Linked DNA regions of Triticum aestivum: region 1 is linked to region 2. The links are chromatin contacts, called in public Hi-C maps. All regions are on one chromosome and are shown on one strand. Each heading gives the region's core, a stretch centred on a gene start, on an enhancer-like site or on the middle of the called end of the contact. The rest is flanking DNA. Distances are from core to core; before and after follow the strand shown.

Region 1 (7,451 bases), core at 4,075-6,574, 210 kb before region 2:
TTCAAAAAATGTTCATGAATTTAAAAAAGTTTGCGAATTTAGAAAAAGTTGTGAAGTTGAAAAATGTTTGCGATTTAAGGAAAAGAATACAAAAAGGGAAATGGAAAAAAAGAGAAGGAACAAGAAAAAAGAAAAATAAATAACGGAAAAAACGAAAAGACGAACGGGCCAAACAAAACAAAAAAGCAACCGTGCTCGTGAAAACCTGGTTCGCGTTGTGTTTCTTTTTTTAGTGTTACGACATACAACTAACGAAGGAAAAACATAAATGGGCCGTGCCCACGAGCGAGGGTTGGGATTTCAAACTACGACCGAGATGCCCTATGTCAGCAAATACACCAAAGACGGTTTCAGATTTAGTTTGTTTAGTCTATCGCACATGGAAGAATGACCAGCTGACCGAACATTTCCTACCTTTTGATGTTGAAATAATAAAGCAAATTCCCATCATCTATGGTTTTCAACCGGACTTCTGGGCTTGACACTATGAGAAGACCGGTTCTCTGTTCGATCGTGTCATAAACTGCTTGGGGAGACAAAACGGCAACGGGAGGCATGGCGCAGTGGAGAACTTTAAAACTCATGTATAGAGGAGGAGTAGAGTTGGAAGAAGCTTTGGCAAGTAAAGGTACCCCCCCCCAAGCTCAGGACTTTGGCGTGGCAGCTACCATGAGTTTCGCCGCCGACCAGGATAGAAAGAGCGATGAGGCACATGGCGACTTCTGTTGTGTGTTCGGCCTGCAATGCAGGTATTGACTCATGGAGACATTCCCTGTTTGAGTGCAACATGGCGAAGAGTGTCTAGTCTTTGAGAGATGCTGATGCTATCTTACCGCTCTATGAAGACGAGACAACAGACCCTAAGTTGCGGTTGTTTTCTCTTTGCAAGACCCCAACACAAAAGTAGTTCATTGAGGTCCTTGTCACTTTGTGGGCGATCTGGTACGCGCAACGGCTGTTATACATGAATGGAAATACCAGAGTACCCTTTCCACACACCTGTTCATCATTTGATACTTGGAGGATATCAATGTTGAACGCAAACCGACTTGTCCTAAGGGTTTAGTCTTCTTCAGGGCGGCTGGTCGGTGGACTCTGCTACCGAGTGGTTTCTGCAAAATAAATGTTGACGCGACCATAGCAAAAGCATCGAGTAGAGGAGCTGTCAGCGTTGTTTGTCGTGACGATCAGGGCGCTTCGTTGATGATTTTGGGGGCATCACAGAACCAGAGACTTTGGAGGTGTGGCATGTAGAGAAGCACTAGCGCTTGGCCATGATATGCACTTAGAGAAACTTCAGATATCACCTGTCAGAGAGGCATCGGAGAGCTGCAGGCGACAACAAACTCCGGCATCCATTGTATGATCATGAAGGATATCAAGGAACGGAAAACTTCTTTTTCGGCATGTGATATACTCCCTCCGTCTCAAAATAAGTGTCTCTAGTGCAAAGTTGTACTAAGCTTGAGACAGTTATTTTGGGACGGAGGGAGTATGTCGTGAACGGAGTGGGTGTAATAAGGAGGCTCGCAATTTAGTGAGATTGGCTACGTCCTTAGAGGTGGGGCATCATGTGTGGCTTACTACACCTCCTGCAAATCTTTGTCTACCGTTGAACCTATTCAAATGAAATAAAGAAACGGCGTTCATCTCAAAAGAAAAAGGAATTGGCAGTTCCTCTTTTTTTTCTAAAATGTGGTGATGCGCCGAAAAACTCGACTTCTATCTCCTCACACAGAAGTCCCGAGTCCCAAATTCTTCCCGTAATCGCCAGCGCAAAGTTCTCAGCATTTAAAAAGAATGCATGCCTTCTTTCATGCAAAAAAAAATGAAGTTGACCATTTGGTTGAGAAGAAGTGATCAATAGGTCCAAACACATTTGCAAGGCCGTACTTTCAATCTCCAGTCCAGTCTCGAACTTTCAGGAACCACATTTGCAAGGTCATTGCAGAATCACCTTCTCCCTTCGGACTGTGCCGGGAGCAGGTATGTACTAAAGTTAGTACTCCCTCCGTCCGAAAAAATGAATAGAAGGGGATGAATTTAGATGTATATTAGTTCTAGGTACATCCTTTTTTATCCATTTTGATGACAAGTATTTTTGAACGGAGGGAGTACTACAAAGCTGAGTCATCTATTTTGAAACGGAAGGAGTAAAAATATCAGCAGCGACAGAAATAACCCCACAGGTTTCCTCAACAACAACAAAAGATCAGAAACTTGAGCCAAGAACCTGTTCCACAAAAACACAAAAGCTTATATATACATCTGAATTTCACAAGGAACAATCCTGTTCCAATCTACATCAACACACACGCACACTGAAGAGCTGCACATCTGCAGCTTATATATACACAGCAAATGACACCATATATACATATGCCAGTAGCAGGGTTGAGGTCCAGAATCAAGTGGGACAAAATGAACGATGCGATAGAAAATTATATCTACAAATGTCGTCGTAGGTTGGTTAATAAGAAGGAATAAATCTTCTACGACGCGCAGCGCAGCTGGTCTTGTTCAGCATTGGCCTTGCTTTGCATTGCAATGAGTACAATTAACCTTGAAACCTCCGGAAGGACAAACCCGTTAAGTGCTGCTTCAAAATTCCGCTGCTTCTCTTTTTGTTCTTTTTCCATTTTCTCTTTTTTTTGGGTTTTGATGTCTTCCTTCATCGATAATGATACTGAGCAATAATATATACAGCATAGCTAACGGAGATTCCAGATATCAGTTCTGGAGGGAAGAAAGCCACTGTTCTACAAAATTCTTTCCATCTGCGGAGCGGAAAAAGGAAAGAAGAGTGTCAGAAAAATATCAGAAGCTGTAATGATGAAATAAATAGAGTAACACTAAGACTATGCACATGAGTAAACATTGCTAGCAACTAAAACTCTTTTAAGATAAATGAATTACGATGAAAGACCGTCCACACAATCCAATACAATCATAGATAATCAAAATGGCACAAGCAGGCAATGAAGTGGCTTTATCATGTTCAACACCAATCACACCTAGCACTCTAGAACCAATAAATTGCAGGAGTCGACTGGAGTAAATGGCAAATCAGAAACATGGTAAGCAATTGCAGTGCTATTATACGGCAAAGACCGTATACTATCATAGTAACAAATACAGTGCTGGTGCGAATTGACTAAAGAAGACAACCAATAACAGTAATAAAGTAATATGTTTGATGCCTTGTTTTTCTTGCGGGGATATTTGATGCCTTGTTTGATCAACATAAGTATACAAAACATGATGCTGAAAGAAGAATGAAAGTTATAGAATCAATTCACAAGTCGAAGTAGCACATTTTGACACAGCAAGCTCAAACCTCAACTACAGCATACAAAGTGGCAGAAACCAACCAAAGCAAGTGGTATATGGCTATAAGTTTAACAACTGAAGAGGTCTCATAGAGTAAGTTATAGATTGCCAAATTTTGAAGAAAAAATTAGTCAACGGGTTCTATCATACATCGATGCCTCTAGGGTTATCTGGTGAAATAGTAAAGAGTTTTAGTGATAAAACAACCATATTAAGTACTCCCTCCGTTCGAAAATACTTGTCATCAAAATGGACAAAAAGAGATGTATCTAGAACTAAAATACATCTAGATACATCCCCTTTTATTCATTTTGATGACAAGTATTTCCGGACGGAGGGAGTATTGCATATCTACTGTTGAGCATAGGAATCTCAAACAAATATCTTCAAGCCCAAAGTATAGAGCAAGCCACCAAACCCACCAATCAACAGCTCCAAACATGAAAATAGCATATGACCAGTAGTAGTTGTGCCCCATAAATGCTAGTACAACAGCAAGAGACACGAAGAACGAATCTTATCGGCTTATCCTGTTATAGGCTGAGTTCTGCCAGCTTAACACAAGCTGAATTTATTCCCAAACCATCAATGGATAACTCATAACTGAAAAGGTGCCAGACTTGTCAAAAATTGACTTCACAAAGGGAACTGTTGCTAGTACTCCCTCCGTCCGGAAATACTTGTCATTGAAATGAATGTATCTAGATGTATTTTAGTTCTAGATACATTCACAAGTATTTCCGAACCAAGGGAGTATATTATGAACAAGAGCAAATGATTATTTTTAATATCACACAGGACTTAATGCTTTAATAAACAAATCAAACATGGCATGTTTTTTCCCAATTCTCTCCGCAAATGTAAACACAAGAACTTGGTAGATCTTCCAGCAAACCACTCACCGGAGGGGCCGCCATCGGCGAGAGGGCCAGCGCCAAGGAACCGTCCCTGGGGCATCATAGGCTGCTCGGCGCGGCCGCGGCGATAGCAGGGCACGAGGACGGCGAAGGAGGTCTCCTGGTCACCGTCCGTCTGCATCTCCGGCGCCTGCGGCTCCAGCCAGCCGATGGACCAGTCGGAGTCGTCGGACTCGGACCCGGAAAGGCACCCGCCGCCGTCGGACGGCACGATGACCATGTCGTACTCCCTGTCAATTCTGGGCTCCCCGCGACTGCGCCGCTGGTTCTTGACCCTCCTCGGCCGCGTGCGGCGGCCGGCGGCGGCACTGGAGAAGGCGATAGCGTCCGCCTCACGGAACCCGGAGGGGAACTCGGGGAAGGAGGCGCCCGTCAAGGCGATGCCGGGGAGCTCGTGGTTGCCAACTCGCGCGGCGTTACCCGGCCAGAGCCAGTGTGTGAATCGGCCGAGCCCCATGGCCATGGCCCCCCTGAAAAATGCCTTGCTCCTTGCGAAGCTCCGGGATCGCTCCGATCAGATCAAAAATTTCGGCAAAATCAAACGAAAATCGGTGTTCCCTGGATCTGCCAAGTTAAAACAAACACCTCAGAAAAAAAGAAAACCCAATCTATTTCTTGAAACAGACACAATGGGTAACTTTCCGGCCACAGCAAAGCGTGGTAGCAAATAAAGGTGCCGCCTTTCGAAACTAAGCGCGGCGACCACAGAAAATCCGCTCCAATTGGGAAGGTTTCTTGTTCTCCACTGATTCGCGACGACGAGAAGGGAGAAGCCCCATTAAAGGTAACCCGTCCAAAAAATTCCAATCCAGGCGGTAAATCAACAGGATCAACACTGGGGGGTGATGATCCAAAATCTTAGCACAGGAAAACAAATCACCCAAAATTAAAAGGAAATTCTTGCCTGCTCGAGAACCGAGACCCGGCAAGACTCCAAACGCAACGAGAAGCGAAACCCCCGGCTCTCCAGGCTCTCGTCGATCAGTCAATCGCTCCCCGTGCCCGGATCCAGATTGTGATTAATAAAGAAGTCTGCGACTAGGAGCAACCACCACTCCGACGAGAGAGCGTGTGGCCACGGCACATATATAATCCGCTCGCCTCGAGACGGACGGCCCGGATGGCGCCCGGCGCGACGTGTGAGTCGGATCCTGACCGCCCGTCTGGTGGGCCAATCGCCGCGCACCGCGGCGCCATGACGTGTCCCGGGCGGGGGGTTCGTGAGGCGCAAGTTCTCGCTTTCGTGGGCTCCCCGGACACTTGTCGCCGGATGGGGGTTTCCGTTTGGTCTCGCTTCGCGTCTTGGTGAATCTGCTCCACGGATGCATGTGGATGGGTTTCACGTCGCCATCGGTGAAACCCGCGTGAATGTACCTGGAATGGTTACACGTACGTATTACTGTAGCGGAGACTATTATTGGGATGGGAATCAAGTTCACGTTGAGGAGGTTGATGATTTGGTTAAGTACATAGGAGTAGTACGTATATCTTGCTGGTTAGTGTATTTCTTGTGAACGGCCCAGGCAAGTGTGTAGCACATGTCGATGTGTGGCGTAATTCTCTGAACTTCGTATGTCGGCAGCATGATTTTATATCCGATTGAGGGTTGATGGTAATGTATTGAAATGTCCTTGGAGAGCATGGTCTTCCATATCATGCTTGACGTTAGAGATATATTTGGGTTACTTGTATTTGGTATTTAGAATTTGTATTCCATCTCCTACTCCAAGAAAGGCTTCTTGCGAGTTATTTATCCAAAATCACCACACTTGGGTTAGGGAAACAACTTGGTACCACATTTGAACCAGTGCACAAAAAACCATAAAAAATGCGCCTAATCTGTAACGCGAAGCACTGATGCTGGAATTTGGCCGCGAAAACAGCGAAACTGACAAGTTGGGCCCGCATGTCGGGCTGAGATGGCCTGCTTATGTGGACAATATGCTGAGTTGCACATAGGTCCCACCTGTCAATGACTCAAGTATTTGTTTTTTTTCCTTTTTTAGTTCTTCCTCCTTTTTTCATGGGCATTTCAACAAACATCTTGTGGGCACCCCCGCAGGCCAGAGCGCCTCTGCCATGGCGTCGGCCACGAGCTTCCATCCTCTAGCCGGCCACAACGATGAACCGACCACCACAGCTTGTACCGCTATCGTGCCTACACGCACCGTCGTCCGCGGCCAATCCTATACTACTCGTCGGCCTGGGCGCGCGGTAAGGCAGGGCACTGCTCGTTGCCTGGGCACGCGGTGGCGGCGTTGCTCTTTGCCTGCTTCGATGGGAGTAGCCGGCCAGGACCAGGACGCGACCACCGCATCCCGTGGATGGCCGCCTCAGTCACCAGCAGCTGCTCATGCCGGACTTGCTGCATCGTCCGGCCACCAGAGCCGTTCTCAGGGTGCCATGACCCAGCGTGTCCGGCCACTCCGTCGCGTTCTCATGGGACCTCTTGCACGCATGCCTCGCGTCGCGCCGGCCGGAGCCGCCGACAGGGTACTTCGTGCTCATGTTGGTCAACGGCGAGCTCACTCTGGCCACGGGCGACCTCGTGCCATCGTCGCCATGGCCGGCGGAGTCCGTCGGCCTCCTTCTGTCCCGGCGTGAGAACATCTACCCCGCCGACCCTCCATGGAGAGGCGGACGAGCTAGTGCTGCTCACTCTCTCCAGCGAGAGGAAAATGAATGGTGCCCAAAGATGTTCGACAGAATGCCTCAAAGAAAGAGATATGGGAAGAAGATGACCGTCTAGTCACTGACAGGTGGGGCCCAATTCTCATTTGCCACATCAGCTGGTCAAAGCTTTTAGTCATCGCCATGTCAGCCCGACATGTGGGCCCAACTTGTCAGTTTTGCTGTTTTCGCAAGCTTATCAAACTATCAGTGCTCCGCGTTACAGATTAGGCGCATTTTCGATGGTTTTTTGTGCCCCGGTTCAAATGTGGTACCAAGTTGTTACCCTAGCCCCAAGTGTGTTGGTTTTGGGTAAATAACTCGCTTCTTGCCTTCCAAATCTTGTACTCAATATATACTCTCGAAACAGGCTCTCGCCCTGCTTTATATATAAAGCAATAACACCAAGGTTACACGGCCGAACGATACAGTGTGATGAGGTAGTCCTCTGAGACAGCAGGTCCCTAGATAACAGGCCAACATAAACGCACGCGACTATGCTGCCGACAAACTAACACAGGACTACCTTACAAC
Region 2 (6,752 bases), core at 1,443-3,942:
GGTCGCATGACAACATCCCACAGGCCGCCATGGAAATCCAAGGGAGCGCACGCACCATTTAAAGGTCGGGTGATTGACTGTCATGCCCCTCCCCCCTCACTGGTGGTGCATGCGTGGGAGGTCACGCTACTTCAAACCCTGCATCTGGCGCAAGGAGGAAAAAGATAAAACTTTCCTCCCACACCACCAATGTGTTTGGAACGAGCTCCTAACAAGGCCTCCACGACCTCCTAACAAAGGCCTCTACGATCTCCATGTTTGCAGGCTACGAGGTTGTTTTCGGAGCGATACGGCGATCGCGATGCATATGGAGACTTTATGAGAGTGCCATTTTGTGTGTTGAACCCCTTATTAACAGTTATTATGGCGATTGGGTCTATATAGCGACTCTACTATAATTGCTTTAAGAGCATGGACCAAGTACAGGAGAGCTGTCATATGCCGCTCCCTCCATAATAATCACCAATATGAAGGCCGAAGAGGCAAAACAAAAAGAACACTCTAGCAGAGTCGCTACCCACTTCTCTATTGCATGACTTTTGGAGGCCGTCACAAAAAGAGTGGTTTACCCTCCCTATTTGGAGATTGTTGGTGGCTCGTTTTAGTGCACTCCAAAACCTATTATTCTGTCGTGGCGTGAGTAAAACTTCACCTGCTTCCTCCTCATCACTGCCTCCTTCCGTATTTGAGACGAGCTCATCGCCACAAACGACGAGCTGGAGGGAAGCAACAACTCGAGCTTGTCGCTCCATTGAGGAGGCCGATTGCCAACGCGAGCTTGCCAGCTGGCGAGCCGCTCAACTTCGACGATGGCCTTGACGACGCACTTCTTTCATCCGACGAGGAGTAGACATCCTCGACTACTAGCTACTCCCTCCGTTCCAAAATAGATGACCCAACTTTGTAGTACAAAGTTGGGTCATCTATTTTGGAACAGATGGAGTAGCTAGCAATGCGAAACAATGGCATGGACTCTCTGCAATGCAAATGTCGCTTCTCAATATTTTAAGCCGCAAATTATATGTACATGCGACGAATTTTGTACCTAACTATAAGAACTCCTTTAGTGCTTTGGATGTTGCTTGTTATTAATTCACTTTTGATCGTTGTTTGACGGTTTACAATTAAAATTGGAAGTTTCAAATAAACTATACTTTAGTGACTCTAAATTTACACGTCTCCTCGACAACCTAAAAAAAGGGATTCCGTAAGCGTTTTGGCAACTCCATCAAAGTTGCTTTTAACATGACTCTTGTCCCCTCCAGACTTCACCGACGAGCCCCGTGGACTCGCATCCCCTCTGCCTGTCACTTTGATGTTCGGTGGCAGGAAGGAGAATCCCTGTGCCTACGACCCGGTCAGTAGTTTAGGTTATGGCTTTTAGTCCTCGCAGGTGCTGGAACGGAGGGAGTAGCTAGCAACCCGGAACAATGGCATGGACTCTCTCTGACAATGCAAATGTTGCTTCTCAATATTTTAAGCCGCAAATTATACTCCCTCCTTCCATCTATATAGGGCCTAATGCGTTTTTTAAGACCACCTTTGACTATTGACAAGATTAATAGTACATGACATGCACAATGTGAATATTATATCATTGAAAGCTCCTTTCACACACGAATTTAACGATGTGCTTTGTGTAAGTTGCATGTCATATATTATTGCTCTAATATTTGATCAAAGTTAGCCTCGAAAAACGCATTAGGCCCTATATAGATGGAAGGAGGGAGTATGTACATGCGACGAATTCTGTACCTAACTATAAGAACTCCTTTAGTGCTTTGAATGTCGCTTGTTATTAATTCACTTTTGATCGTTGTTTGATGGTTTACAATTAAAATTGAAAGTTTCAGATAAACTATACCTTAATGACTCTAAATTTTCACGTCTCCTCAACAACCTAAAAAAAAGGGATCCCATAAGCGTTTTGGCAACTCCATCAAAGTTGCTTTTAACATGACTTTTGTCCCCTTTAGACTTCACCGATGAGCCCCGTGGACTCGCATCCCCTCTGCCTGTCACTTTGATGTTCGGTGGCAGGAAGAAGAATCCTCGTGCCTACGACCCGGTCAGTAGTTTAGGTTATGGCTTTTAGTCCTCGCAGGTGCGGCACTTGGACGAATGACGACACCTCTTCGTCGAGTTTGTCTTCCAGGTTTCAGTCCTCCTCGAGTTCATCCATCTGAACATCGTCGACGGAGCTCCGACGTAGATTCTTGTCGTCTCCGGGGCGGTGAGGTGAGGTTAGGTTTTCTCATCATGTGGCGAGATTTGGTATCAGATGCTTCATATCTATGCAAGGGTTCAACGCGACGATTGCAGCTCCATGGTGCCGTCCTCAGGGGCACTTGCGCGAAGACTTCTTCACTGTCATCGACAAGGTAAACCGAATTCAACAGGGGAGTGACGCCTCAATGGTTTGTTCTGGCGACGGTATTGGTCGCTCGGTGGTCTCGAAATCTTGATGTAATTTTTATTATGTTTAGATGCTTTGCACTTTCAATGAACTTTTTTCTTTTGAGGGAACACTTTCGATGAACTTTTATAATAGTCTTCTTTCCAAAGAAAAGAGTTTCTTTTTAAAACGGTGAACGTGAGGTCAAGCTCATTTGACCAGTCAACCCACGATCAAGTGGGGCCCACGCCGCCACTCGACTCCTCGTTCTCGGTTTCACTTCCCGCCTACTCATCTTCTCTTCTTTCCAAACCCACATCCCTCCAGTCCAATCTCCAATCCCTAACCATGGAGCCGCCGCCGGAGGCATCCACCCCTCGCCGGCTCGCCGTCGCCGACCTCCTCCGCCTCCGCCGCCCCACCACTGGTGCATCTTCCCTCCTTTCCCCCTCTCCCTCTCATTCCTCCGCCGCCTCCACCTCACAGCCCCGCAAAAAGCCTAAGCTCTCCGCCACGAATCCTGCCCCTACCACCGCCCCCTTCGCGCCAATCCCACATCCCGTCCTCCTCGCCGGCACCCTCTCCCTCCCTTCCGCCGACGCCTGCCGCAACCACTGCCTATCCCTCACCGACCCCTCATCCGCCGCCTCTGTCTGCTGCTACCTCCTCGATTTCGACCCCGCCGTCATCGGTCGCGAGATTCTCGTTCTCGCCTGGAACTACCTTCCCTCCGTCCGCCAACACGAAGCCGGCGTGCTCGAGGCAGTCCGATGGCGCCTGGCAGAGGCGCCCGGTCCTGTCCCTGTCCCCGGCCTTAGCTTCCTTGCAGCGATCCCGCTTAATTCCGTGGACGCTGAGCCTGCTTTACCCACCCGCGGCCGCGTTTTTGGGATGGTGAGGTCGGTGAGCGTGGTGTTCAGTGTCCCGCATGCCACACAGAAGAGTGACTTGGTCGGGTTTATAGCGGAGATGATGTGCTGTGGGTGCCGCCAGTGCAAGCTCTCACAGCCAGAATCTGACCGCGGTCACAAGTTTGAGATGGAGAAGTTTGTATACTTTGTGGATCTGGCAAGCAGGTGGCGGCCCGTGCTGGCGCGACTGATTGGCAGGCCGGTTTCTGTCACGGGGCTGAAGAAAAAAATGGTCTCCGTTGGGAAGAAGGGCTCGTACACCATGTTGGTGTCATCAACGGCAACAATGGTGTCATGGTGCCCATCTTATGTGGGCGTTCCACCATTGGATGAGTTGCCAGGGAAGTGCAGTGGAGTGTACACTGGGGTAGTCTCTGGAATCCACATGCAGGGTATGTTGGTTGAGCTGGATGAGATCGTGTGGTTGCTAATTGATGATAAGCGGCTCGTGCCGTCACATTCTCTTCGAGTTGGTGCTGTTGTATGTTGCTAATTTGCAGTTTTGAACTTTCGTTTGCAATTTTTTCATAATTTTTTATTAAATAACTTCAAATGCCAGTGTGTGTGACTGTTCTGGTTCTTTTGTAGATTTCTGTGAAGAAATTCCGAGTGGTTCGTCTAAATTTTGCTTGGACGACAGTTGTTCTACTTGGAACATGCAGTAAAACTAGCATTACTATAAATGCTTTCTCTGTGGTGGACTCGAAGTAAGATGCGACTTTTGGCATATCAGCATCATATGTTACTGGCATCACTCAACAGTTTTTGCTGTTGGTGCAGATGTCATACAAGAGCAGAGAATAATGGTCTTCTGGGCAAGTCTGTTAACTTTTTGGAGCTGCCCGGTAAATTTTGGTATGAATTTATGATAGTTCTACTTCTGCATGATATGTTTACCATGATTGAGAAGGGGCATATTTGTTCTCATGGTATGGTCATCTTTTTTTCCATCATTTTACAGGATGTTACTTCTGACATCATGCTTTAAACAGAAATTCAAGTTAGATTCCAAGAAAGAGATCTGGGGGTCAAAAAATGTAACTTTGCTAACTGGAGTAAATAGCATATTACCCCATTGCATTTCCTTCTAATTTATTTAACTTAATCTCTTGAACTGCAAGGTACCAACAGAAGCAAGGATTGGTTCACACCTATGCTGCTAAAGTTCCCTCTTCAAAGGGTTTTGAACCGCAGGCAAGCTCATTAGTACTACATGTCTTTCAAATAACGAGTAAATAAATGTAGTGTTGCTCTGTTTTGCATGTACAACCTCCGTCCCAAAATATAAGAACGTTTTTGACACGAACATTGTGTCAAAAAAGTTCTTATATTTTGGGACGGAGGGAGTACATAACAGCTGTTTGGTTCACAGTGTAAAGTAAACTAGTCCAACTTTTTTATTGCCTTTCAAAAGACACAATATATATTTGCTCTGCTAACCTTTCAGTCTCATCATAATATTTCCCCCTGAAACATATATAAAGGATGTTTGTAGACTAAACGGTCTTTCGGGAACCCTTTCTAAGGGCAGCCCCAGTGCATGTAGCTCCCGCTTGCGCAGGGTCTGGGGAAGGGTCCGACCACTTTGGGTCTATTGTACGCAGCCTTTCCCTACATTTCTGCAAGAGGCTGTTTCCTCGGGAACCCTTTCTCATTGTTTAAAATCTATTTTTGGTGTGGATTGCTTACCTGAATCTGGTTGCGCAGCATGATTTCCTTATGAAATTCTGCAATCATGATTGTGGCGGTTCAAGCACAGGATCAAAATTGGAAGCTTGTAAATTGGTAATAGTTTCTCCTTTTACTATACACAGTATGCACGAAACTAAATTTTGTTTTGGTTTTGTTTATTCACTTACCAATTATTTTTGGTTAGGCAATACCCTTCGCCAATTTTATCTGCAAGGTGGAATCATTGTGGATATCAATGATGCTCAGATTTTGGAATGACACGGAAGAGCTGGGCAAGAACCTGGGATCTAACCAGTTTCTATGTGGTGGGGTTTCCCATCCTGGTACCAGCAGAAGGATAATTTCAACTGGTGATCTGGGCCTTGTATTAGTGGGATGCATGAAGGTCACTTTTAAGAATTTATGGCATCTTCTTAAAAAATAATCATATTGTTTTTTTTTCAGTCCATCTGTCATTGTAACGTACCAGAAGTAAAATTCATGTCACCAATTGGAGGTGAAAACTCGCTTAATTTTGATAGATGAACACTCATATTTTGCATTTGTTGTGGCATCCTGGAAGCTTGTCATAAACTGTCCATGTATTATTGTTGGCAGATGCTTTTACTTTTGCGGGCTTATTATTGAATGTAATTTGCTTGCAGACAAGTTTATAAACATATTATGTCAATTGATTTGAGGATGCCATGTTGCCAAGTGTCATTTTGTTTTTAGACTTTTGAATGTATAAGGCTGGGAGATAGTAAATGTCTTTCAGTTTCAACTTCCCACAAGGCTTTCTGAAATAAAGATGTGGCTTGTAGATGGACTTTGCCTTTCATTTTGGTTAGCCTAGGCTTGTTTTTGTTGCTGTTTTTCCCTTTCCTTTTCTTTCTTTGGTTGCGTTGTGAGACCCACGTCATCTTGATGCTTTCTTCTAATACAAAATGAAATGCACTTGGGGTCTTCTTTGAGGAAAAAAACAAGTTGTTTTTTAATTGTACAAACTGCAGAAGTTAGTTGTGTAGATTACTTGGTTTCATGACCTAATGTTAAGATCTTGGATTTTGATGCACTTGCTGACCATGTCTTTGATGCATACAGATGTCCTCACTGCCATTGAGGCTGCAGCTGGTTGATGACACAGGATGTATAGATGTTATTATACCTGATCTTCCGCCAAATGTTTGCATGAATGGCATCTATGAGGTGATTGTCATAATTTACTGTATGCCGTGATTTAAGTCAGTTATCGATTGGCTTCATCAAATTAACATTTATGGTACTAACTTGAATGTCAGAACTAAGACCTTAGTACCTTACTGTTAAGAAATAGTACGACACATGTTATAGTATGAATAAAACTCTGTTCTGTTCAATTTTTTTATAATTCTTTTCTGTAATAGAATAACTCGTATAAATACAACTTATGGGATTTTGCCTAGAAATCATGAAGCATCAACCTGCCTAATCAAGGTCAAGTGCTCAAATCATTCAAGCTCTAGGAGTTTTTTTGGCACATATTTGTTGGTTTAACTTTCCGTACAGTGTTGCCAGTAAACTGAGATGAATAGTATGTACAGTTTGATGGGAAACTCATGTTCACAAGATTATATAATTTTATAAATTAGAAGTCTTGCATAGTGTGGCAGAATAACTCATACTAAATTTCTCAGTAACTCCTAGCATTTACAGTTTTTGTATTTGTGTTGGCTGCACTAACGTTTTTCACATTTATGTAATCTGAAATGAAAAAGTATAGTGGAAATGGTGGT

Evidence for each region. Hi-C and Micro-C count contacts between places; a contact is called where the count stands out from the background.
Region 1: a contact with region 2 is called in a Hi-C map of leaf, with 3 times the contacts expected there. The contact joins the promoter of LOC123111843 here to the promoter of LOC123111841 in region 2. A contact is called at or near these places in 3 of 5 Hi-C or Micro-C datasets (leaf and an unstated tissue) and 1 of 1 datasets of contacts at active chromatin or transcription factors (leaf).

The regions. Positions count from the first base shown.
Region 1 is chr5B:357,635,733-357,643,183 of IWGSC CS RefSeq v2.1, reverse strand. It overlaps LOC123111843, which reads right to left and starts at 5,324. Exons shown (of 3, transcript XM_044532721.1): 1 at 5,152-5,324; 2 at 4,233-4,811; 3 at 2,237-2,777. The coding sequence starts at 4,710. The coding sequence ends at 2,731.
Region 2 is chr5B:357,426,723-357,433,474 of IWGSC CS RefSeq v2.1, reverse strand. LOC123111841 (CST complex subunit CTC1) reads left to right here and starts at 2,692. Exons shown (of 16, transcript XM_044532719.1): 1 at 2,692-3,787; 2 at 3,895-4,013; 3 at 4,087-4,161; 4 at 4,268-4,343; 5 at 4,438-4,500; 6 at 5,014-5,091; 7 at 5,183-5,383; 8 at 6,082-6,186. The coding sequence starts at 2,744.